Linked DNA regions of Mus musculus: all the other regions are linked to region 4. Evidence: chromatin contacts called from public HiCAR-type and promoter capture Hi-C data. All regions are on one chromosome and are shown on one strand. The core of a region is the stretch at or near the end of the contact, and the rest is flanking DNA. Distances in the headings are between cores, read along the strand shown. Region 1 overlaps Clasp2 (CLIP associating protein 2). Region 2 holds the start of Ubp1 (upstream binding protein 1). Region 3 holds the start of Fbxl2 (F-box and leucine-rich repeat protein 2). Region 4 holds the start of Epm2aip1 (EPM2A (laforin) interacting protein 1). Region 5 overlaps Clasp2 (CLIP associating protein 2). Region 6 holds the start of Clasp2 (CLIP associating protein 2). Region 7 overlaps Ubp1 (upstream binding protein 1).

Region 1 (2,773 bases), core at 22-2,521, 2.5 Mb after region 4:
CAGTTTGTTGTAGGGAGTTCACCTCTATTGAGTACTTCCTAGACCACTGTGCCCATATAATTTCAGCATTCTTAGCATAGATGAAACCCATGTTCTTGGAATTGCTTAGATGCTTATATATGGGACATGATGTTTCTCATAATCATTGAAATTTAAAGTGAAAAGTATGTAAATAAAAACTCAGAATTGTGGTTCAGCTATCAAATGGGCAGGAACACACAAAAAAACAAGCAAAGCCTTGTAAATGTGAGTTGAACATCTCTGATCTGACAGTCTAAAAGTTTTTGTTCATTGACATAACATTAATACTCTAAATGGAAAACTACACACCTGATCCAGGCTATAGTCAGAATTTAGTTGCATTAAAAATGTTATATAACTTATGCTCAGGTTACATGTGTAAAGTAAATATGGAACAAATATGAATTTCACATTTGAGTTTGTATCAATAAGATTTCTTAATGTTAATGTAAATATTCCAAAATTTGCAAAGTGCCCCACATGTGGAGCACATCTAACACCTGATGGCTTGATTGTAAGGTTAGGAGGACTTAGATTGTCTCGTGCATCTCCTGACTTTGTATCATGTGTGTCTACTTGTTTTTCCAATAGTACATCTGGGAGCAGCTAGCTTCTGGCTTCAAGCACAAGAACTTTCGATCTCGAGAAGGCGTGTGCCTGTGTCTTATTGAGACCTTGAACATGTAAGTCCTGTGCTTACTGAAATGACCTTCTTTCTCTTAGTCATTTCTCGAGGGTTTTTCACAGGGTGAAGAAAGAGTGGAAAAATATAACCTTTAATGCTACTTTTATATATATATAAGGTATCTTTCATGTTAATTTTTGAATTTATAGGTTTTTACTTAGCCATCCAGCATTGATGGTTATAAACCTGATAATGTTAATAACTTTGCATCTTTTTCTGTTAGTATCTGCTTCAGTGATTCAATGACTCAGTGCTGTGTCACATGTTAAAGCCATTTCCCTACATCCCTTTTACCAGTTGACCCTAGTCTGGATGGAGCACTGTGGGTGACAGGTAGAGGTCTGCAGAGCCTCTCTGAGCTCTGCCTGGACTCTGTACAATACTCCTAGTTGTAGGGGACAGAGTCCTCACAGCACAGGTGTCACAGGGCTAAGATGGTGGCAGAAGGAGTGTGAGTGGAGGCGTTTGTTTGTATTCTAGAAGACTTTCCAGACTGTGAAGTATGGTAGGTAATAGGTAGCCCCTTTGCCTTTTCCTGTGCATGACACGACTTCCTCTTCTTTCACTGCTCTGGGTCCTTCCTGCTAGCAAGTGCTGGTCAGGGCCTTCAGTCGGCACACTTTCTGAGTGTTAGTGCTCCTGTCCTTTGAATTCCACCTAGACTTCAGAACGTTAGTAAACAGAAATATCTCTTAACTTACTTCATCTCACTGTATATTAAGACTCAACTCAGATTTTTTTTTTAAGTAATTGATAGGCTGCCAGGGTTGTCAAACTGCTGTTGAGAATTTTGCCCAGTTGGGTCATGTGCTGACCTTCATTTTCAACATCTGTCCCGATTAGTTTTATGTCAATTTGACACAAGCCATAGTCATCTGAAAGGAGGGATCAGTTGGGAAAATACTTCATAAGATCTGGCTGTAAGGCAGTTTTTTAGTTAGTGATTGATAGTTGAGGGTCCAGCTCATTATGGGTGGTCCCATCCCTGGCTGGTTGTTCTAGGCTCTATAAGAGAGCAGGCTGAGCAAGCCCTGGGTGCAAGCCAGTAAGCAGGACCCTTGATGGGCTCTTGTGTCAGCCCCTGCCTCCAGGTTCCCGCCCTGTCTGTTTCATGGTCCCACGCAGTAGTCATCCTAACTAGGGCTGCATCAGATGCCTGCTAGGGTCTACTTTGTGTTGCTCAGCATCACTTTGCCTGTTACTCATCTTTCCTTAACAGTCTGTGTCCATGCTTTCTGTACAGAGATAAGAAGAAAGGCTAGTCGGTAGTGTTCAGCACCTTCAATCCCAGCATGAGGCAGAGGCAGGTGGGTGTCTGAGTTGGAGGCCAGCCTGGTCAACAGAGTGAGTTCAAGGACAGCCAGGGCTACACAGAGAAACCCTGTCTCTAAAAACAAAACAGAAAAAGTAGAAGAAAAAGAAGATAGTACCAGGATATTTTGTTCACTCTTTAAATGAAACTAAAATTTTTTTCCCCTTAAATTATATTTAGCTTTGGGACTCAACCACTGGTCATCAGCAAGTTGGTGCCGCATTTATGTGTCTTATTTGGAGACTCTAACAGTCAGGTAAAAACATTACTTACCTTCAAGCATTGACTGGTCTTTTTTGAGGGCGGGAGGGGGCAGCCCTTTTTTGTGCTCTTCCCTTATTTAAGCCATAACAGTAAAGAGAGAGGAGGTGGATAGTGAAAATTTTGCCTTCTTTTTTGTTTTTAAATTAAATGAAGGTCTGGTTGTTTTGCTCAGAATCCACTGGGCTCACGTGATCTTCCTGCTCTACCCTCCCAAGTAGCAAGAACTACTGGCCTCTTCTCCTTCTCTCTCCCTCTTCCCCCTTGTTCTACCAGGGGTTGTTCGTTTTGAAAGGAACGCTTGTCAGTACTTGGGCTGATGGTAAAGACAGAGGAACTAATGGTTAGTTCTTGAGTGTGACAGATTCAGAGACTTCTGGGTTCCCTTCTTTAGTCCAGCTTTATGTTAACTGCTAGATTGTTCCCGGCCTATGTGCTTGAATGTGCTTTTACAGGAATGGTTGCAGTTGTTGATAGCCCTGTTTAATAGGAAA
Region 2 (2,926 bases), core at 103-2,602, 2.7 Mb after region 4:
GCATAAACTGATTAAAGAGACAAATGATAGCACAATTACACTTGTCCCAAGAATCAGAGAATTACTCCCCCTTCCCCCGTTATTTCCAACAGTTAATAATAAACCTGTCAAATGAACGTTGCTGGACCCACATCCGAATCCTTTGGAAACAATATTATGTGAAAAAAGCAATAATCGAGGGCCGGCTTGGAGGGAGCAGTTCTTCTCAAAGCTTGTTAGGGATACCCAGACACAGACTTCCATGAAGCAGTAAAAGGGAGCACTTGGGCATAGATAGGAAGTCTCTATGCTTAGTGTATTCTTTGTCTTTTGCTGCGGGTATCTGTGTGTGTGTGTGTGGTTTTTGTTTGTTTGTTTGTTTGTTTGTTTGTTTTGTCTTCGTGCTACCTGAACCATAACCTCCCGGGTTTGTTTGTTGTCTTTTGTTTTAGAAAAACACTAGTTTTCTTCACGTTAACTCTCACAGCAATTTGCATGGTTTGTGTTAGCGCACATGATTAAGGAATAACGAGGGTGTCACACACTCTTGTGCTATGTGCGTCACCAGATCTTCTGGGCTCTGCAAATTTGCTTTGTTTTGTTTTGAGACAAGCCCTTGTATATAACCTTGATTCAGCCGGAGCTCGCCAAGTAGACCAAGCTGACCTCGAACTCAGACCAGCATGCTTCTGCCTCCGGATTAAAGTTGAGTTGAGAGGGGCGGGGACCTTTTAGGGAGGGCTGACTGGCTTATTCTCCTGCCAATCAAGATCTTCTGCACAACAGACCTAGCTTACATCAGACGAGATGTACCCGCTTTTCTCTGGAGCGGGGGCAAAAGCCGACGAAAGGGTATTTCCCAGAACCGACGGAAGTAGGACCTGGAACCACTTCCTCCAGTGCGGGCCAATGAGCTCTTACTTATGGCAGTCAATTTAGTCCCGGAGGGGAAGAGCGTTTTGATTGGTGGCTCAGCCGGGAACGCAGAGGCTCACGGGAATCCATTCCGGCCGCTTCGCCGTGACTGCCCAGAAGACCTGTCAGTCAGCCGAGCGTAACCGGTCACACCTCTTCCGCCGCCAGGCCGCGACACCGCGGGGGCCGGGCAGCGCCGCTCGGCCCAGGCGCTAGTGCCGCCGCGAGGCGCGGGGCCGCGAGGGGCGGGCCTGGGAGGGGAGCGGCCGCAGGGGCGGGGCCGGAGGAGGAGGCGGAAGCGGCGAGCGAGCCCAAGCCGGAGCCGCATCGAAGCTGCGTCCGGGCCGGCGGAGCGGCGGCGGCGGGGTTGGCCGGGGCGAAGGGGCGCTGGAGCCTGGGCGGGCGGGCAGAGGGCTGGGGGGGGGGGGGCGCGGCCCGGGAGCGGGTGACGGGCGTGCCGGGGGGATGCGCGCTGGGGCTGTGGGGCGGGGCGGGCGGCGGCCGCGGGAGCGGCGCCGGGGGCGGGCGGCGGCATGAGGCGCGGGGCCGGCGGCCGCGGGAGGGCGGCGCGGCTCGCGGCCCGGTCGCTCCCGCCGCAGCTGCTGGCCCGCACGCTGTGCCCTGACAGCTGGGCCTCGGCCGCTCTCGTCTCAGCCGCGTCCCGCGCCGCCGCAGGTGACCACTCGCCGCGCCGCCGGAGGCTTCACCCGCGTCCTCCCTCAGGACGCGCCCGCGGAGCTCGGGCGCCTTCGCCCCGGACCCGGAGGCCGCGCTGCGCGGGGCGGCGGCGAGGCCGGAAGATGGCCTGGGTGCTCAGTATGGACGAGGTGATCGAGTCCGGGCTGGTGCACGACTTCGACTCCAGCCTGTCCGGCATCGGGCAGGAGCTGGGCGCCGGCGCCTACAGCATGAGGTAAGGGGCGCGCGGCTGCCTCCGCCGGGCGGGGCCTGGGCCGCGGGGTCGGGGTCCTGCCGCGTGGCGCCGTGGCCTGGGAGGCCGACGGGGGCGGCTAGCGGCGGAGGACCCCGTCGCTTCTGCCTGGGGAAGCCGCGCTAGCCGTTGAGATTGGGTCAGAGGGGCAGGGACTTTCTTTCCAAGTGATTTACGAGTCCTTTTAGCTGGAGTAGGCTGTACAAAAGGCACTGTTTCTAATGGGAAAACTGTAGCTTTTCCTACGGTGCCTGGTAGCGTGGCCTGCGACTTTCAGCCGCTTGACATTCTGATAGTAAGTTATATTGTGAGTGAAAGTAGCCCTGAGGGTTGGCGAGCGCAGTGACTTGCTTGTATAGTCTCCTGATTGAGAGTGAAGTTGGGCCCTTGCTAGGTTTCTTCATTCTCAAAGTGACTCCCCTCAGGCTGTTTCCTTTTGCAGAGGGCTTTAAGATTGTGCCACACACAATAGTTTAGTCACTGCTGTCTGCACCAGCAGCTGTTCCTTTTTGTGTAATTGGGAGAGGCGGAAACAGATAGGAGCCAAGTGTGTCTGCCCCTTACTTATCCCGAAAGAGTTGAAGAGTTCTTGGTGGCTCGGCAGCCCTTTGTTTCGATGTTGGAATATGGCTTGTGTAGGGTATGGTTTACCCAAGGAGGTAAAAAACGGAGTGGTTTTTGAAACGTGTGAATTAAGTGTAGTACTTAGTTTTCAGCAGTATGGTTGGTTGTGTAAAGTGTGCGATGTGGGCTCCCTGGGGCTCTCCTACCTTTCCTGCCGCCCAGGGGAGGTCAGAAGCATTGTTAATACCCTAAGAGAAATGCCCTGGGTCAGAGCTGGTCTGCACAAGTCCAGCCTCATCCCTGAAGCAATTAGCCTTGACTCTGGCGGGTCGGGAGGTTTCTTGGCCCGTGGAAAGAAGCGGTGGAAAACATACTAAACTAAGAATTAAGCCGCTCGCATGCATCTGACCCTGACTTGGTCTTTGCTTGCCTCCCTAAACTTGGCACCTTCTTTCTCTCAGTTGTGTAACTTGAGGGCTTCGGATGAGGCGGATTGTTTGCTAGACCAACTCTTGGTTGTTGAGGAAATTGAGCTAC
Region 3 (2,915 bases), core at 348-2,847, 2.8 Mb after region 4:
TGTCCACAACCAGCAGAGTTCTGGAAGCAAGCCGAGATGCCGGACAAACTCCCAGAGCTGTCCTAGGCAGAACTGCAAACACATCCCCAACCCTGGGAGCGCAGATCCCTTCCCTTTGCCAAAGGGAAGGATACAGAGTCAGGAAGGGCCAGGCACGCCCACTCTGCAGACAGCACCTAAGCCAAAGCTGAGAACTAGACGCAAATCACTCCAGAAGGCTCGGAACCAAAGCATTCCAAACAAGAAAGAAGCCTCTAGCTTCTACTCCACAGCATCTCCACAGGGGAACACAGATGCTCTACAGCACAGCCCACTTGTGTGTGGTGCCTGTAACCACAGTGATGCGGAAGTCATGGGTGAGAGTGAGGACCCCCCAGCCTAGCCAAGTCGGTGAGTCCAGGTTCAGTAAAATACGGTAGACAGGGATGGAGAAAGATGATCATTGACCTCTGAACCTCACACCGTGCCTACACACACACACACCAAGCAAATCCCATCTAATCACTCATGGCAGATACATATTTTTTTCCTTGCATTATTTATATGGAGGACATGCCCTGTACAGAGAGAGGTCAGAGGATAATTTACAGACTCTCTGCTCCCGACACTCATGGGTCAGGGGTAGAAAACTCAGGTCATCAGGATTGGCAACAAGTTCCTTTAACCCCTGAACCATCTCACCGGACCTCTAGATACGTATTTCTTAAAATTAGGCACTTCTCCATTAGCTGACCCTCAAATATCCTATTCCCAGGAAGCGTCACAAACCAGGGAGCCCACTTCTCTTCCAGATGGGGGACTCTCAAGAAATCACGGCGTAACCTTGCCCATTAGAGCCAGCACCCAAGCCAAGTCAATTAAGGCTTCAAACAAGAAGCTAATGGAGGCCAGGTGGCCTGCCCACAGCCTTTCAAGTTTATTGAGCAAAGCTAACGGCTTCTGTAAGGCGTTTACAACGTACTAATGACAGATTCATTAAATCTCTCACTGAAAGTGCAGCACTCAGGAAAAAAAAAAAAGTTCAGCTCAATGCTTTCTATTTTTATAAAAGGGGTGAAAGGGTATCTCTGAAGCCACCCATTAAATCCCGTCGTGCTGGGAGCCCCGTTAGGACGTAGAACTTGAATCAAATGCATGGTTCGGTATTGACATCATTGCATAAAAGCAGCCTGAAGTACGCAGCCTGAAATGTGTGGCTGTGGGTATCTATGTAACCACACCCTCTGGTGGCTTCCCGGGCACGCTCGTGACGAACAGCGTCACCGCGTCGGGGTGGTCCACAGAGTGGAGGTCCCGGGTGTGCAACAGAGAGCACAGCGTCCCGGTGCCCCCTGGCATCCAGGACCTGGGAACCTGGTTTCTCAGGACCGATCTCACCAGCCTTGCCCTGCCCTGCTCTGCCCTGCCCTGACGCGCCCGGCCTCATCCGACCCGGCCCTGCCCTGCCCTGCCCCGCCCAGCAGCCCTAGGCGCTTCTCTGCGTCCTCCCCTAGGCGCCCAGCATCTCCGCTGCCCCGCAGGCGCGGGCCCCAGACTCACCATGGCCGCGAGCGCGCCCACAGCCTGAAGTCACACGGCGCCGGCGACGCCCGTTGTCCTGGTGACGCCAGCCCGACGCCCCGCCCCGGCCTCAAGGTGGGCTCGGAGACCGCTATTGGCCTGCGACTGCCACGTGATCCGTAGGCACGCCCTTCGGCCCGCCCACTTCTCCTTGCCCCACGCAGCTCTGAGGAGGGAGCTGGCTGCCCTGGGGCTCCACACCTAGTCCTTTCCCATCACCACAGCATCAGCATCACCTTGACGCCCTTACAACCGACAGGTGTCCCAGATATGCACTGGCCAGAGCAAAATACCTTTGTGGATTCTCTCTATTAAAATAAACAAACAAACAAGGGGCTGGAGAGATGGCTCAGTGGTGAAAGCTCCTCTAGAGGTCCTGAGTTCAATTCCTAGCAACAGCATGGTGGCTCACAACCATCTGTAACAGGATCTGGTACCCTCTTCTGGTGTGTCTGAAGAGAATGACAGTGTACTCATATACATAAAATAAATAGTTTTTAAAGGAACAAACAACAACAAAACCCTAAATTGTTGGAGCTGGGAATGTGACTTTTAGTTGGCAGCCAATTGCCTCGGGTGCATGAAGCCCTGGGTTCCATCCCCAGTGCCACATAAACCTAGCATGGTGGTGTACACCTGTAACCTCGGCATAGGGAGGTGAAACCTGGAGGACCAGATAGGTCATCCTCAGCGAGCTCGAGGTCAGCCTGGGATATATATGACCTTGTCTTGAAAAACCAAAACCAAAACCAAAACAAATACCAATCACCCAAGATGGCACTCAATTGTTGAGGCCGTTTTAAATGATCAATGAATCCGATCACAGTAAATGCCTGCACCTGAAATGGTCACGGCTGGTATTCTAATCTACTCGCTTGCATGCTTCCAATTAAATACATTCTGAAACATGCATTTATTCTATAAGCTACTTCCTTTGATTAAAAAGTATTATCCTTAAACTGGTGCCAAGTGGCTAAGGTGGAATCCTAAGTACTTGGGAGACAGAGGGCAGCAGGGTCTCTTGAGTCAGGAGTCCAAATCAAGACTGACCAATATAGAGAGACCCCATGTCAAACACATAAACACATTGATATGTGTAGTCTTTGTAGCTCTTTTACTGATGTAGCTTAATAAGCATAGTTTCTAATTTAGTAAATCAGATGGCAATTTGTTGGGTTTTTTAAATGTGGCTGAATAAAATTTGGATACCCTCAGATCCAGTCCATCAACCTGATAGAGAAGAAATATTTAGTATAGGAATGAGGTTCAGCTGGTAGGGCGCTTGCCTAGCTCGCATGCAGGAACCCTGGGTTTGATCTACAACACTGCAGAAACCTTGTATGGTGGTGTCTTAG
Region 4 (2,878 bases), core at 287-2,786:
ATTCAGGCATAGTACAATTAAGTGAACAAGTTCTCCAGGTCATCCTAACACAGTAAAAGCAAAACCTATCCTAGGGCAGCCTATTGACACCAAATCAAATGTCCGAGGGCTCCCTGCTCCTTCCTCTGGTTATCTCTTCAGTTTCCTTTCCTCCCTGTGGCAGTGGTTCTCAACCTTCTTAAAACTGGGACCCATTGTTACATTGTGGTGACTCTTAACTATAAAATTATTTTGTTGCTACTTCATAACTGCAATTTTGCTATTGCTCTGAATTGTAATGTAAATATCAGAATTTCACGATGGTCTTAGGTGACTCCTGCATAAAGGTCTTTGGACCCCAAAGAGGGCCTGAGGTCATTTATCTCAGTGTCATCGTTCTGAATGCTTTGTCTTTTCAGTGCACTTCTGAACATTTGTCTTCTTTGGCTTTCACAACCATCAACTGATATTAACACAAAGTCCTTATGTACACAGTGTCCTTTTTGAACTTATTTGGTGGTGTGTCTACTTTGGGGTATACTATTCACTGTGCCTATTAAAGGTTAAACAGTACACGTTTAACTTCTCCCCTCCACAACCTGACGGGTCTAAGTCTCAGATGCAGGTCTAAGTCTCAGACTAGGGTCACTCACTAATTTGACAAGAGGAGAGTCAGAAAAAAAGCCCCATGTCCTGATACGTCTGAATAAAACTCAGAAGAAACTGTGCCTTGGATGTGTAGGGATTATTCCGGGAATGAATGATAAACCTAAAATGGCACACTCTGAAGACTGTTTCTCTTCCACCCTTACACATTCACACATCGTCAGCCGCGCATCTTCGTTGTATGTAACGTGGCGGCGAGCCGCATACTCCAGGAAGATACCATTAAACCAATACCACGCGTGCTTCCCCTACTTGCGACCCAAACAGGTCTCGCGCAAGTCGTGAGGACCTTCGGCCGTGTGCATAATGGGAAACCAGCCTGGCACGCGCAGGGTCCCTGTGCCCGATGCCCCCACGGTCCCCGTGCTCGGTGCCCCGCACGGTGGCCGACTGCAGCAGGTGGGTCGGCCCGCCCCGGCTCTCAGTCGGGGAACTCGGCTCCGCTCCCTCCGTACCAGTTTTCTATCATCTCTTTGATAGCATTGGCCGGCCGCTGAATGACTTCCCCCGCCGCTATGCGGTTCACTACCGTCTCGTCCAGACGCCGAATAACTCCTGCTACAAACGCCATATTGGCGCCCGAGTTCCCAGTCAGCCAATCACTCGAGCTCCTCACGCTCAAGTTCTTCCTTCAGCTTCGGCCGACTGCAGTCCTGCGCCGTCTTCCCAGCGGCAAGTGCTGATTGGGCAGCATGAATGCCAGTCAAGCGCTTTTACACGTCAGTTCCTGGGATCTCTGTCCCGCTCTAAACAGCGGCCCGACACCAGGCTAGAAGGCAACGCGCTTGCGCGTCAAAGTTCACGGTCCGCTCTTCCTATTGGCTCATTTCTGAGAGCTGAGGGAATACGAAATCTCCAGCCAATAGGAACGGAGGTGCCCTGGCGGAGGCTGGTGCACCCCTGCTCGGGTGATCTGGCGCAGAACCCAGGGGGTGCTTGGCGTTCGTCGGGCTCCTCCCCGTTTGCTGCGGCCTCAGAGCTCGGCGTTCTCCTGTGGCCTCCGCAGAATGTGGATGACGCCCAAGAGGATTAGGATGGAAGTCGACGAGGCTCTGGTGTTCCGGCCCGAGTGGACCCAGCGATACCTGGTGGTGGAGCCTGCGGAGGGTGACGGGGCCCTGTGCCTGGTGTGTCGCCGCCTGGTCGCCTCTACTCGGGAACGCGACGTGAGGCGCCACTACGAGGCCGAGCACGAATTCTACGAGCGGTTTGTAGGGGACGAGGAACGCGCGGCCCTGGTCGAGCGTCTGCGGCAGGGTGACATGTCTTTGGCCGCCGTGCTCACTCCGGAGGAGAGAGCGACCCGGGCAGGCCTCGGCCTCTGCCGCTTCTTGGCCTTGAAGGGTCGCGGCTGGGGTGAGGGTGACTTCGTACACCAGTGCATGGAGGTGTTGCTGAGAGAGGTGCTGCCGGATCACGTCGGCGTCCTGGAAGGCATTGACTTGTCTCCAGAGATCACACGGCAGAGGATTCTGAGCATTGACAGCAACCTCCGCAGCCAGCTGTTTAACCGAGCCAGGGACTTTAAGGCCTATTCCCTTGCTTTGGATGACCAGGCTTTTGTGGCCTATGAGAACTACCTGCTGGTCTTCATCCGTGGCGTCGGCCGCGACCTGGAGGTGCAAGAAGATCTTCTGACGATTATCAACCTGACTCATCACTTCAGTGTTGGGGCTCTCATGTCGGCAATTCTGGAAGCCCTGCAGACAGCAGGGCTCAGCTTACAGCGAATGGTTGGACTGACCACGACCCACACTTTAAGGATGATCGGCGAGAACTCCGGACTGGTCTCCTACATGAGAGAGAAGGCCGTGAGTCCCAACTGTTGGAACGTAATCCACTATTCGGGATTTCTTCACTTGGAACTGTTGAGTTCTTATGATGTTGATATTAATCAGATCATAAATACCATATCTGAATGGGTAGTTATGATTAAGACCAGAGGTGTTAGGCGACCGGAGTTTCAGCCTCTACTAACTGAGTCTGAGTCAGAGCATGGTGAAAGAGTTAACGGACGGTGTTTGAACAACTGGCTGAGAAGAGGCAAAACGTTAAAACTAATATTTTCACTAAGAAAAGAAATCGAGGCGTTCTTGGTCTCAGTGGGGGCAACAACAGTTCATTTCTCAGACAAGCAGTGGCTTTGTGATTTTGGTTTCTTGGTAGATATTATGGACTATCTTCGAGAGATCAGTGAAGAACTGCAGATCAGTAAAGTCTTTGCTGCTGCTGC
Region 5 (3,075 bases), core at 47-2,546, 2.5 Mb after region 4:
TCTACTCTGTTGATTGACTTTCTATCCATGCCCTAAAACAACAGTATTAGCATCACTGTAAGGCAGAAGACAGGGGCCACTAAGATTGAAAGTAGCAAGTGGCTAAAAATAAAAAGCACCCTTAAAGTAGTCACTGCTGGCCTTAGCCAGCCAGCCAGCCAGCCATCGTGTGGCACAGCTCTGTGCAACACATCACAGACTTCCTAAGGCAGTCCCGTCTTACCTGTCGGATGCCAGTAGCAACACGTTTTCAAAGCTGACATTGGTAATGAACTTTACTCTTTAAAGGTTTATATATCTTCTTTGTACTTGTAGAATGATATGGTTTGATCCTCTTAACAACTACTGGCTTGAAAATTTGTGACAGATTTCTGACTTTTATGAACCTTGTTTACTATTTACTTTGGTATATTTCATGACATGTTACTTTATTAATGCCAGGTACGGTTCAAATTGTGATTATCTCTTGCTTGAATTATTGAAGGTCTTAAATCTTTAAAGAAAACCTTCCTCCTATTATTCAAAGGGAAAAAAAGCTAGCATAGACTTTAAATATATCTTAAACTGTTCAGTTATATCTTTGTTTGTTTGTTTGTTTTTCGAGACAGGGTTTCTCTGTGTAGCCCTGGCTGTCCTGGAACTCACTTTGTAGACCAGGCTGGCCTCGAACTCAGAAATCCACCTGCCTCTGGCTCCTGAGTGCTGGGATTAAAGGCATATGCTATGACGGTTGGGCAAATTAAAGGCTTTGTTGTTGTTGTCTTGTTTTGTTTATTTTACTAGATTTTATTTCTAAAGGTTTTTGATTTTAGCTCAGGGAAGCAGTCTGTTGTTGTTATATTTGTGTATATGTATGTATGTTGTACTTGTGTGTGAGTGCATACATAGATGACATGACCAGAGGTTACTACTCACTGTTGAGTGTCTTTCTCCGTTGCTCTCCACCTTATTTTTCTCTCACCGAACCTAGAACCCCCATTTTGGGTAGGCTGACCTGTGAGCTACAGAGAGAATTCTTCCTACCTGGGATTACAGAGACTGCCACTGTGCCCAATTGTGTAGGTGGATCCTGGAGATTTATACTCAGGCTCTCAGGCTCTTACAGAAAATAGTTTCCCACTGTGTGTTTCTTCCCAGCTCCTCCTGGTTTTTTTTTTTTTGTTGTTGTTGTTTGTTTGTTTTTTAAATTATGTTTCTCCCCTTTGTTTGCTTTTGCCTCTCCTTACAGAGCGGTTACTAGTTACAAGTTGGCCTTGCTGGGTTCTTCCACTGTGCCTTTAGTGTGCTTTCTTTCAACTTTCTCTTTACCCTGCATCCTAAGAAACTTTGGCAAATAAAAGTTTGAATGGTTCCAAAACCTTTCATTCTCCTTCCTTTTTTCTTGAGAGGAGGTGGGTGGGACTGAGACTGACTGTGTCTGTGTCTGTCTGTATCTGTGTCTAAGTGTCTGTGTACCCTACAATTTTTGTGAAACCTTATGTGTATACTGCATGTACGCATGGGCCTTCTGAGTTGAGGGTTTTAATAGTGAAACCTTCCATGGGTTTTCAGTGGCTGCTAGAATTTATTTCTGGCCTAGGCACTGTTATTTCTCTGTAATTTTGCAAGGTAAATAATTTTTATGCTGCAGCATAAAAATTCTTGGGATTCTGATTTGTAGCTGGACACAATAAAGTAATCCCAACACATGGAGGTGGGGGCAGGATGCTCTCCACAAATGCAAGTCCAGCCTGGACTACACAGCAAGACTGTGTCTAAGGGTTGGAAAAATCCAAGTTGCAGCTTTGATCGTTCTTCCCCAGTACTTATCCATGACTGTTACAGGCATCTTGTAGGAATGTGCTGACTGTCTTTACGGGCTTACCTCATATAATCTGCCCTTAGTTTACATGTTTGCTTTTACACTGTGCTTACAGTATTGGGTTCTAGTGTATGGATTTTGAAAATAAAGTGATTTAAGTTATAATTTTTAATAATTTCAGTGTTCAGATCTCAGTTACTTTATAAATATCTTCTTTTCAGCTTGTTTACTGTAGGATTCAAGTTAGATTCCCCACTGTTTTTGGCTGCTACATCTCTTATCAGCAAGAGAGTTGATCTCCCTTTGTGGCATTTATTTAGCACCTCTCCGGCGAGCTTTTTCTGTACTACAACTTGGTGATTCATTGCATTAGTGCTTTGCTTGATTGTTTTATTTTGTTTTTGTTCATGTTGTATTTGGCCTTTAGGAAACTCTTGTAGTTGAAGATGACCTTGAAGTCCTGATCCCCCTGCCTTCCTCTCCTAAATGCCTCGATCACAGGCCTGTACCATCACACCTGTATCTGTATCTATTGTATTTTCTGAAAATTGAAAACACTTTGAATGGCCTGATCAAAACTGAGTCTGATTTGAGCGTTTTGTCTTGTGGATGCAGGCTCTTCAGTGGTGCTGCTACGTGCGACTGCGGTGGTTTGAATGAAAGTCTCCACATGCTCTTTCATTTGAATGCTTGGTCCTCAGGTGGTAGAACTGTTGGGAAAGATTAAGAGGTGTGTCGTCAGATTTGGATTTCTGTCAGAGGACGAATAATATCTGGGTGTCTTTGTGTGTCTAGTTATCAACCATATCCTTTCTTTATGTAGCTTCCTTTGTGTTTCTGCTTTCAATATCCTTTGATTCAAATTCTTTGTAGGGTATCATGACACTGGTTTTAAAGGAGGCCAAGAATACAATGCGAGAGACCATAAAGAGGCTGCTCCAGTGCTGTAGACAGTGCTGTAGACAGTGCTGTAGACAGTGCTGTAGACAGTGCTGTAGACAGTGCTGTAGACAGTGCTGTAGACAGTGCTGTAGACAGTGCTGTAGACAGTGCTGTAGACAGGCGCTGTACAGATCCTGCTTAGATTAGAAGTAGCAGCAGAAGTGATGAGGAGCGGGTGGGTGTGCTTCCTACACTGCCGGGAGTTATAGAGGGCAAGAACTGTTGCTGGATGGTCAGTGTGGACATGGGAGAATTTCGTAGGGTGTGATTCCACATTTTGAACTTGAGTAGCAGAAATAGTGATGTCATTTATCACACTGGGAAGACTTAGA
Region 6 (3,093 bases), core at 1-2,500, 2.5 Mb after region 4:
CAAACTCAGGTGCTTATGCCAACCATTATGGAAAACTGCAAACAACCCAGAGGCCTATTGCTATATGGACGGATGGATCAACAAGTCAGAGTATAACGGGGAAGGATTAAGTATAAAAAGGTAGAGACTTTTAAGATACGTACTTCATGGAATGAAATACCAACATTTTGCTATGAGAAGTTAGACCCAAAGATTACAGCAGCAGATTGAGCCCTAGGGATATTGGGATCAGGGTTAAAGAAACTGGGAGAGGGGGAGGAAAGGAAAAAGAACACAGTGTGGAGTTACATAACTTTAAAAAATGGAAAATTACCCTACCATGTTAGAAATAAGTTTAGAATGCAAGAGACTGAGTTCCCGACTCGTCCAAGTGTCACAGCTAAACCTGTTCTCTACAACACTGGGCTGGAGAGATGGCTCAGCAGTTAAGAGGGTTTGCTGCTTTTGCAGAGAACCCAGGTTCAGTTCCCAGCATTCACATCAGGTGGCTTACAACTGCCACTTAACTCCATCCAGATCTGACTTCCTGGAACTTTTGGTTTCTGCAAGCGGGCACACTCAGGTGCACACACGTACACATGAAATAAAAAGAAATCTTATAAGTTAACGGCCCCAGCCATCCCCAAACAAAACTCGAGTTCTGTGGCTCAGGCTTGGGAGGCAGGGGTAGGGCCAGAAATGTAAGACCATACTGTAGGGTGAGTTCGAGGACATCCTGTGCTGCCTTTAGTCTCTGTCCAAACAAAAATCAAATTAAAGTCGCCCAGGGCAGAGGTGGTTAGTGGGTAACGGCGGTCTGGGGGCTTCCCGAAGTGAGGGTGGGAGGTGAAAGTGCGTCAAGAGAAAATGTGGATCCATTTGCAAAACCTCGGTATCAACTGGAAACAGAAAGTCCTCCAGGGCGACTGTGGGGGTGGCAGCAGGAAGGGACAGCCAGGCCTGTGCCGAGGAAGAACGCGACCCGTGTATTCCGGTTTTAAGAGACGGCAGGGGCGGGGCAGGGAGAGAAGTACCAAAAAGTTTTGAGTCTTGATGATGGCGGCGGAGCGAATCGCCGGAGATGCCGGAATTCCCACACTGGCCTTCCAGGGTCGCCCACGCGAGGCGACCCACACGGCCCCGACAGCCCAAGGCTCGGGCCATCAGTAGCGCCACAGGCCGCAGCCCACAGGGGCTCGGGCGCGCCGGGAGGCCGGGCTGGAGGCCGGGCGCGTCGCTCTGACGTCACGCGCGCGCTGACGTCGCCGGCAGCCGCAGCCTCTGAAGCGGGGCTGGGACCGGGGGGCGCCGAGTTTGATTAGTTTAGGGGGGCCGTCCCCCGCCGGCCGCCGCACCCCAGGCAGCGGCGTCTCTGCGTGTCGGCGCGTCCCGGAGGCTTCACCGCCGCGCCTCGGCGGTGCTGCGAGGAAAGTTGGCGTGTAAGGGGCGACGGGCGTGTGAGGGGTGGCGGGCGCGGCCATGGAGCCCCGCGGCGCCGAGTACTTCTGCGCCCAAGTGCTGCAGAAGGACGTGAGCGGCCGGCTGCAGGCGGGCGAGGAGCTGCTGCTCTGCCTCGGCACGCCCGGAGCCATCCCGGACCTGGAGGACGATCCGAGCCGCCTGGCTAAGACCGTGGACGCGCTCACCCGCTGGGTGGGCTCGAGCAACTACCGGGTGAGCGGCGGTGCGAACGGGCGCGCGGCCGGGGCGGGCGGGCGCGCTGCCGCCGGGGTCCGGGGACGCGCTGGCATCGCCCCCCAGGGCTTGGGGTACGGCCCCAGGCGGCGGTTCGGTGACACGTTGCTGTGTTGCTTGGCGCTTTACAAAGTGGTAACTTGCGGCCCAAGGCTTTAAGACTTTGTAACGTTTGTCTACGCCCGATGGCAACGCCTGCGCTGAGATGGGGCGTTTGAGTACGGCGTGAAGTTGGACCGTCAAGTTCATCTCTTGCTGTTATACTTAATCTCCAGTTTCTTTTCTCTCTACCCTCTCTTCATCCCTCTCCGCCTCTCTTCCTTTTTTTTTCTTTTTTGCTTCTCTCTTCCTCCCTCTCTTTCCTCTGTCGTTCCCTCCCCGTCTCCCTCCTCTCTTTTCCTCTCCCCTCTCCCTTTCTCCCTCTTTTCTTTCGTAGTCTTTACGTGAAGGTTGAGATCACCCAAAAGCACCGTTAGCGCGTATTCAGGTCCTTCGCACGGAAGGACTGCTCATCTCATGGCATTTATTCACATTTCCCTTAATTGACAGCAGAAAGCCGTTGACCACTCATCAGTTCTCTTGTTTTCCCGCAGTTGGGACGAACTTAGATTTGAAACACTATGGTTTAGTTGATGCTGCAAACGAAGCGGGAATGGGGAGGAGTGCGGTAAGGTACGAGGAGGAATGGGTGTCCGGTCAGCATCAGGGAGTTGTTATGTAGCCACCGATGGAGAAAAGTGAATATTCTGTAATTAGTTGGAGTTGTTAGTGGTTACTTTTCTTTTTAGTCTTCTGGTGGCAGTATTGCTTTAAAATGCAGGCGGGAGCTCCCGTGGATGGAACGATTCTTAGTGATGTATCCAGCAAATAGGCTGTACTTTGAAAGCTTCTATCTATAGAGACAAGAAAAGCAGTTTTAATGATGAGATCTTTATGGAATTGTTGGAAGGTTAGACTTAGCAAGATTTAAAATAAAGTTTTCCTAGCACATATTATCAAATGTACATAATGGGTTTCACTGGCATCTTCATGCATGCATCTGTGTAATGTACGTTGTTCACTTTCACCGCTATTTCCCACTCTTGCTATTTCCATATAGTTCCTCTCTACCTTTGTATCTTTTTTTTTTTTGATTAAATGAATCAGTAAGCTTAAGGTTATTTAAAGGAGTATGGGTGAAGGGTTCAATAAAGGAACATGGGCATCTTATTAGTGACTGCATCACTGAAGAAAATATTTCCCCTATAATGTTTAAGGCCAGATTGGACTATATGATGAGGCCCTGTCTCAAAAAAAGGGGGGGGGGTAGGGGGCTTGGGGAAAGCTAATATTTACTAAAATACAGGGAGTATTAATTTCTTTTGAAGAAATTACCTAGCTCCCCTTACTGTGTAAGCAAGGCACATGTGTGCTCAGCAT
Region 7 (3,108 bases), core at 37-2,536, 2.7 Mb after region 4:
CATCACAGTTCAGAGCTGGGATTCACTATCACCAGCTGGGATATATCTCTTCATGAGTTACAGATGTCACAACTAGGATCCCTGCTTCAGAGCTGTGTGACCCTAATAGACAGAGAACCTCTTTCTCTGCTATTTCTTTCCAAGAGTGACTCCATACAGGCTCACGTCTCATGGGAGTTAGGCCTCTCTGGTTTTTATTTATTTATAAGCTAGGACTCTGTCAAGCCCTTTCATTTGAGCCTCTGAAACAAAGCGAGCAAGTGAAGCAACGCCGTTATCTTCTGCATATGGGAGTAGATGTTTAATATATGAAGTCATATATTAAGGTCTGGAAGGTCTTGACTGATATTAAAAGAGTAAAAAGATTTTGTATACATCTCCAAATATAGTAAGTATTGAGTACATGAAAGACTTTCTCTGACTACCCCAATTTCACTGGTGCCCAGTGCTTGTTCAGTCTTGTATCCACTTCTCCCTTATATACACTGCCCTTTTTGATGCTTTTAAGGCAAATCCTAGACACCAAGTACTTAGGGAAGCAATCTGAAGGAACAGGGTGATCTTCTACTAAGCTCTCCTGTTAGAACGGGCTGTGGGGATGGAACTTTATAGTGTCTAACTTGTATTGCACACAGTGCTGTAATGAAACCCGCTCTCCACTTTGCTTCTCACTCACTGGTGACTTTGGGCAAAGTTCACCAAATGTCAATATTCCATTTATGTTTTTAAAAAGGAAAAAAAGCAGCACCAGGGCGTTAGGGAGATTCAGAAACAGGGTTACCCACAGCCCAGCGACAAGGAAAGAAAGGCAGATAAGGAATAAGGAGTCTTGTATTGGGAGCAGACGGGCCTCCTGGCCATGGCCACTGACTTATCAGCTTCTGGCACCTTGTTACCACAGCATGTGGTTTCTGTGTTAATCGTGGCTGTGTGTACTCCAGGATACCTGTTGCTGCGCAGACGGACAGACCTGTGCAGTGACACTGTGAAGCAGCAGCTCTGTCCATTCCTGTCTTGCTTATTTGAGGATCTCTGCTATTTTCCAGGTGCCGACTTATTAAAGCTGACAAAGGAGGATTTAGTTCAGATTTGTGGTGCAGCCGATGGAATTCGGCTCTATAATTCCCTGAAGTCAAGGTAAAATACCACAGACTATTTTGCGTGAGCTGAAAGTGGACTTTTCTCTGCGTGGGGGCTTTGGTGGGCAGAATGTGTTTCCACGCTAGGTTGGCGTGTGCCTGTGTGCGCCACCAAGCATCGGCAGCATTGTGCTCACGAGAAGACTGTTTTGTGTACACCTTCAGGGCAGGCACTGATGAGGGCAGAGGTAGACTAAGACTGGTAGCAATGCACATGGGCAGGACTGATTTCTTGAAGACGACTGGGTTTGTTGCCAAGAAAACAAAACTTCTAATTTAGGTGAGCTCTACAGAATCTATGGTTTTCAAGGTCATGATTATTGTTAAGCAGTTATTAAATGTGAACTTGTAACTGTCAATTAGAATGCTAGAACTGTGACTGTGCTGGCTTTGAGACCCACTGCTGCCATTACTGTCTCTAGACTTGTGTGCTGAGACTTGAGTAAACTCCAGCCTTACTGATTTCAAATTGCTTAATCAATCTTAAAACTTAAATTTACCAGCATCTGACAGACCATCTCAATGGTTTAGAGTCTGGACCTGTGATAGTTGGTGTGAGGTGTGTGGTTTTTAATATTTTTATTAGAAAATTATTTTGCATAATGAAATAACACTGTAAAGTTCTCACCAGGAAAACTAGACCGTAGATTCCTGTAGTTGTTGATTGTACCTGCTGGGGCAGCTTACCCTCACAGTCTCATTGATGGCATCTTCTGATTACAGGTCGGTTAGGCCCCGCTTAACCATCTATGTCTGCCAGGAGCAGCCGAGTAGCACCGCGCTGCAAGGGCAGCCACAAGCTGCAGGCAGTGGAGGTGAAAGTGGCGGTGGGACGCCCTCCGGTGGGTATTGAGGGCGTTTCCTTCCCATACTCCCTCAGACTCTGATGTGAGCGCGGGACTGCCGAGCAAGCACTAGGAGCAGCTGTAGGGTCAAGTCCTGGGGAAAGGAGGAAACTAGAACTTTCTTTGTCCTCGCTATGCATGCTGTAGATCTCTTTTTATGACTTTTATGTAAGACATTCCCAGCAGTCAGAACAATAACTTGCTTGAGGCTTTCTGGATGAATGTCACATTGGTTGCTTGCTGGGGAAAGAGGTTGTTGTTTTGGTTTGGGTTTCTTAGGTCTTTTCCCCCTCCATTTCATTAACTAGATGGGGACTGGGGGGACACAACTCCTGACTATCACACATGAACAAAGACAAGTGGATGTAGCAGTCTTCCTCCACCCTCCTCCTCACCCACCTGGGGTGAGCATCCATTGTGTTCCCTGCAGGCAGGATGGTGGGAGCTGTGTATTTAAGGGTCAGTGTTAGCACAAGCTGTATAGTTTACCTTCTGACTAAGGAGGACTTCTTTGCCTTGCAGATTTATCTCAGTTGGACAGTGTGAAGCACTCTGGCCTCTCCCGTCTCCTTTTCCCTCCCTCCTTTGATTAGAAACATTTTAGGAGTGTGACAGGTTGGGCCCAGGTCTTACTAGGTAGCCTAAGCTGGTCTCGGCACTGCCATTCTCCTAAATGAATTCATCCTCCAAAGCACCGAGGTTACCGGTGTGCAGCAGCACACCTTGCTCTCATTTGTGTGATGGTATCAATGTCCCCTCTCTCACATTCTGAAACAGAATGACGGTGACATTCAGCTTCAGGGAAACATGTATTGTGGCATTCTAAGAGGTAGCTGATAGTAGTAGAGCTCTGAGAAATGCCTCATGGCTTGGATTTCTTTAAATGAATGGAAGAGCAGTGATCACAGCTGTGGCTTTTAAGACTAAGGACATGAGATTCTTCTTTTTTGGGGTTTGTTTTGTTTTGGTTTGTTTGTTTTAAGACAGGGTTTCTCTGTGTAGCCCTGGCTGTCCTGGAACTCACTCTGTAGACCAGGCTGGCCTCGAACTCAGAAATCTACCTGCCTCTGCCCCCCAAGTGCTGGGATTAAGGGTGTTCGACACCACTGCCCAGCAGGTCATGA

Evidence for each region. Promoter capture Hi-C pulls out the DNA fragments that hold promoters and counts their contacts. HiCAR-type assays count read pairs that join an accessible place to other places.
Region 1: a promoter capture Hi-C map of the HPC-7 cell line shows a contact between it and region 4. The contact joins the enhancer-like site here to the promoter of Epm2aip1 in region 4. A contact is called at or near these places in 7 of 39 promoter capture datasets (the C10 cell line, the HPC-7 cell line, cranial neural crest and 4 more) and 4 of 115 datasets of contacts at active chromatin or transcription factors (bone marrow-derived dendritic cells, embryonic stem cells and large pre-B cells).
Region 2: a promoter capture Hi-C map of liver shows a contact between it and region 4, with 7 times the contacts expected there. The contact joins the promoter of Ubp1 here to the promoter of Epm2aip1 in region 4. A contact is called at or near these places in 8 of 39 promoter capture datasets (the 3T3-L1 cell line, the C10 cell line, cranial neural crest and 3 more), 1 of 484 Hi-C or Micro-C datasets (embryonic stem cells), 13 of 115 datasets of contacts at active chromatin or transcription factors (the 230-238 cell line, astrocytes, bone marrow-derived dendritic cells and 9 more) and 1 of 9 other capture datasets (adipose tissue).
Region 3: a promoter capture Hi-C map of hippocampal neurons shows a contact between it and region 4, with 4 times the contacts expected there. The contact joins the promoter of Fbxl2 here to the promoter of Epm2aip1 in region 4. A contact is called at or near these places in 2 of 39 promoter capture datasets (cranial neural crest and hippocampal neurons) and 2 of 115 datasets of contacts at active chromatin or transcription factors (astrocytes and embryonic stem cells).
Region 5: a HiCAR-type map of astrocytes shows a contact between it and region 4, with 7 times the contacts expected there. The contact joins the enhancer-like site here to the promoter of Epm2aip1 in region 4. A contact is called at or near these places in 6 of 39 promoter capture datasets (the C10 cell line, cranial neural crest, hippocampal neurons and 2 more) and 6 of 115 datasets of contacts at active chromatin or transcription factors (acute myeloid leukemia, astrocytes, epiblast stem cells and 3 more).
Region 6: a contact with region 4 is called in a promoter capture Hi-C map of pre-B cells, with 4 times the contacts expected there. The contact joins the promoter of Clasp2 here to the promoter of Epm2aip1 in region 4. A contact is called at or near these places in 10 of 39 promoter capture datasets (the 3T3-L1 cell line, cranial neural crest, embryonic stem cells and 6 more), 1 of 484 Hi-C or Micro-C datasets (erythroblasts), 5 of 115 datasets of contacts at active chromatin or transcription factors (the 230-238 cell line, bone marrow-derived macrophages, embryonic forebrain and 2 more) and 2 of 9 other capture datasets (adipose tissue and liver).
Region 7: a promoter capture Hi-C map of fetal liver shows a contact between it and region 4, with 5 times the contacts expected there. The contact joins the enhancer-like site here to the promoter of Epm2aip1 in region 4. A contact is called at or near these places in 8 of 39 promoter capture datasets (the 3T3-L1 cell line, cranial neural crest, embryonic stem cells and 4 more) and 3 of 115 datasets of contacts at active chromatin or transcription factors (astrocytes, extraembryonic endoderm stem cells and large pre-B cells).

What each region holds. Positions count from the first base shown.
Region 1 is chr9:113,769,585-113,772,357 of GRCm38.p6, forward strand. It overlaps Clasp2 (CLIP associating protein 2), which reads left to right. Exons shown (of 40, transcript NM_001114347.1): 4 at 613-704; 5 at 2,199-2,274. Among named protein-coding and RNA genes, the nearest start is that of Clasp2, 29 kb to the left of the region's middle. Within about 2 kb of position 1,272, at least 13 of the 459 cell types and tissues checked have an H3K27ac peak or open chromatin away from gene starts, as enhancers often do. A contact at or near this core is called in the HPC-7 cell line, where this site is marked.
Region 2 is chr9:113,929,960-113,932,885 of GRCm38.p6, forward strand. Ubp1 (upstream binding protein 1) reads left to right here and starts at 1,353. Exons shown (of 16, transcript NM_001372510.1): 1 at 1,353-1,807. The coding sequence starts at 1,695. It overlaps Gm39439 (a long non-coding RNA gene), which reads right to left and starts at 967. Exons shown (of 4, transcript XR_003948257.1): 1 at 768-967.
Region 3 is chr9:114,025,154-114,028,068 of GRCm38.p6, forward strand. Fbxl2 (F-box and leucine-rich repeat protein 2) reads right to left here and starts at 1,598. Exons shown (of 15, transcript NM_178624.6): 1 at 1,540-1,598. The coding sequence starts at 1,542.
Region 4 is chr9:111,270,309-111,273,186 of GRCm38.p6, forward strand. Epm2aip1 (EPM2A (laforin) interacting protein 1) reads left to right here and starts at 1,537. Exons shown (of 1, transcript NM_175266.4): 1 at 1,537-2,878. The coding sequence starts at 1,653. It overlaps Mlh1 (mutL homolog 1), which reads right to left and starts at 1,300. Exons shown (of 19, transcript NM_026810.2): 1 at 1,101-1,300. The coding sequence starts at 1,216.
Region 5 is chr9:113,797,300-113,800,374 of GRCm38.p6, forward strand. The region is part of intron 7 of Clasp2 (CLIP associating protein 2); the gene reads left to right. Among named protein-coding and RNA genes, the nearest start is that of Clasp2, 57 kb to the left of the region's middle. Within about 2 kb of position 1,297, at least 12 of the 459 cell types and tissues checked have an H3K27ac peak or open chromatin away from gene starts, as enhancers often do. A contact at or near this core is called in astrocytes, where this site is marked.
Region 6 is chr9:113,740,223-113,743,315 of GRCm38.p6, forward strand. It overlaps Clasp2 (CLIP associating protein 2), which reads left to right and starts at 1,251. Exons shown (of 40, transcript NM_001114347.1): 1 at 1,251-1,653. The coding sequence starts at 1,459.
Region 7 is chr9:113,968,280-113,971,387 of GRCm38.p6, forward strand. Ubp1 (upstream binding protein 1) reads left to right here. Exons shown (of 16, transcript NM_001372510.1): 12 at 1,047-1,137; 13 at 1,863-1,981. It also overlaps a transcript of Fbxl2 not described here. Among named protein-coding and RNA genes, the nearest start is that of Ubp1, 39 kb to the left of the region's middle. Within about 2 kb of position 1,287, at least 34 of the 459 cell types and tissues checked have an H3K27ac peak or open chromatin away from gene starts, as enhancers often do. A contact at or near this core is called in fetal liver, where this site is marked.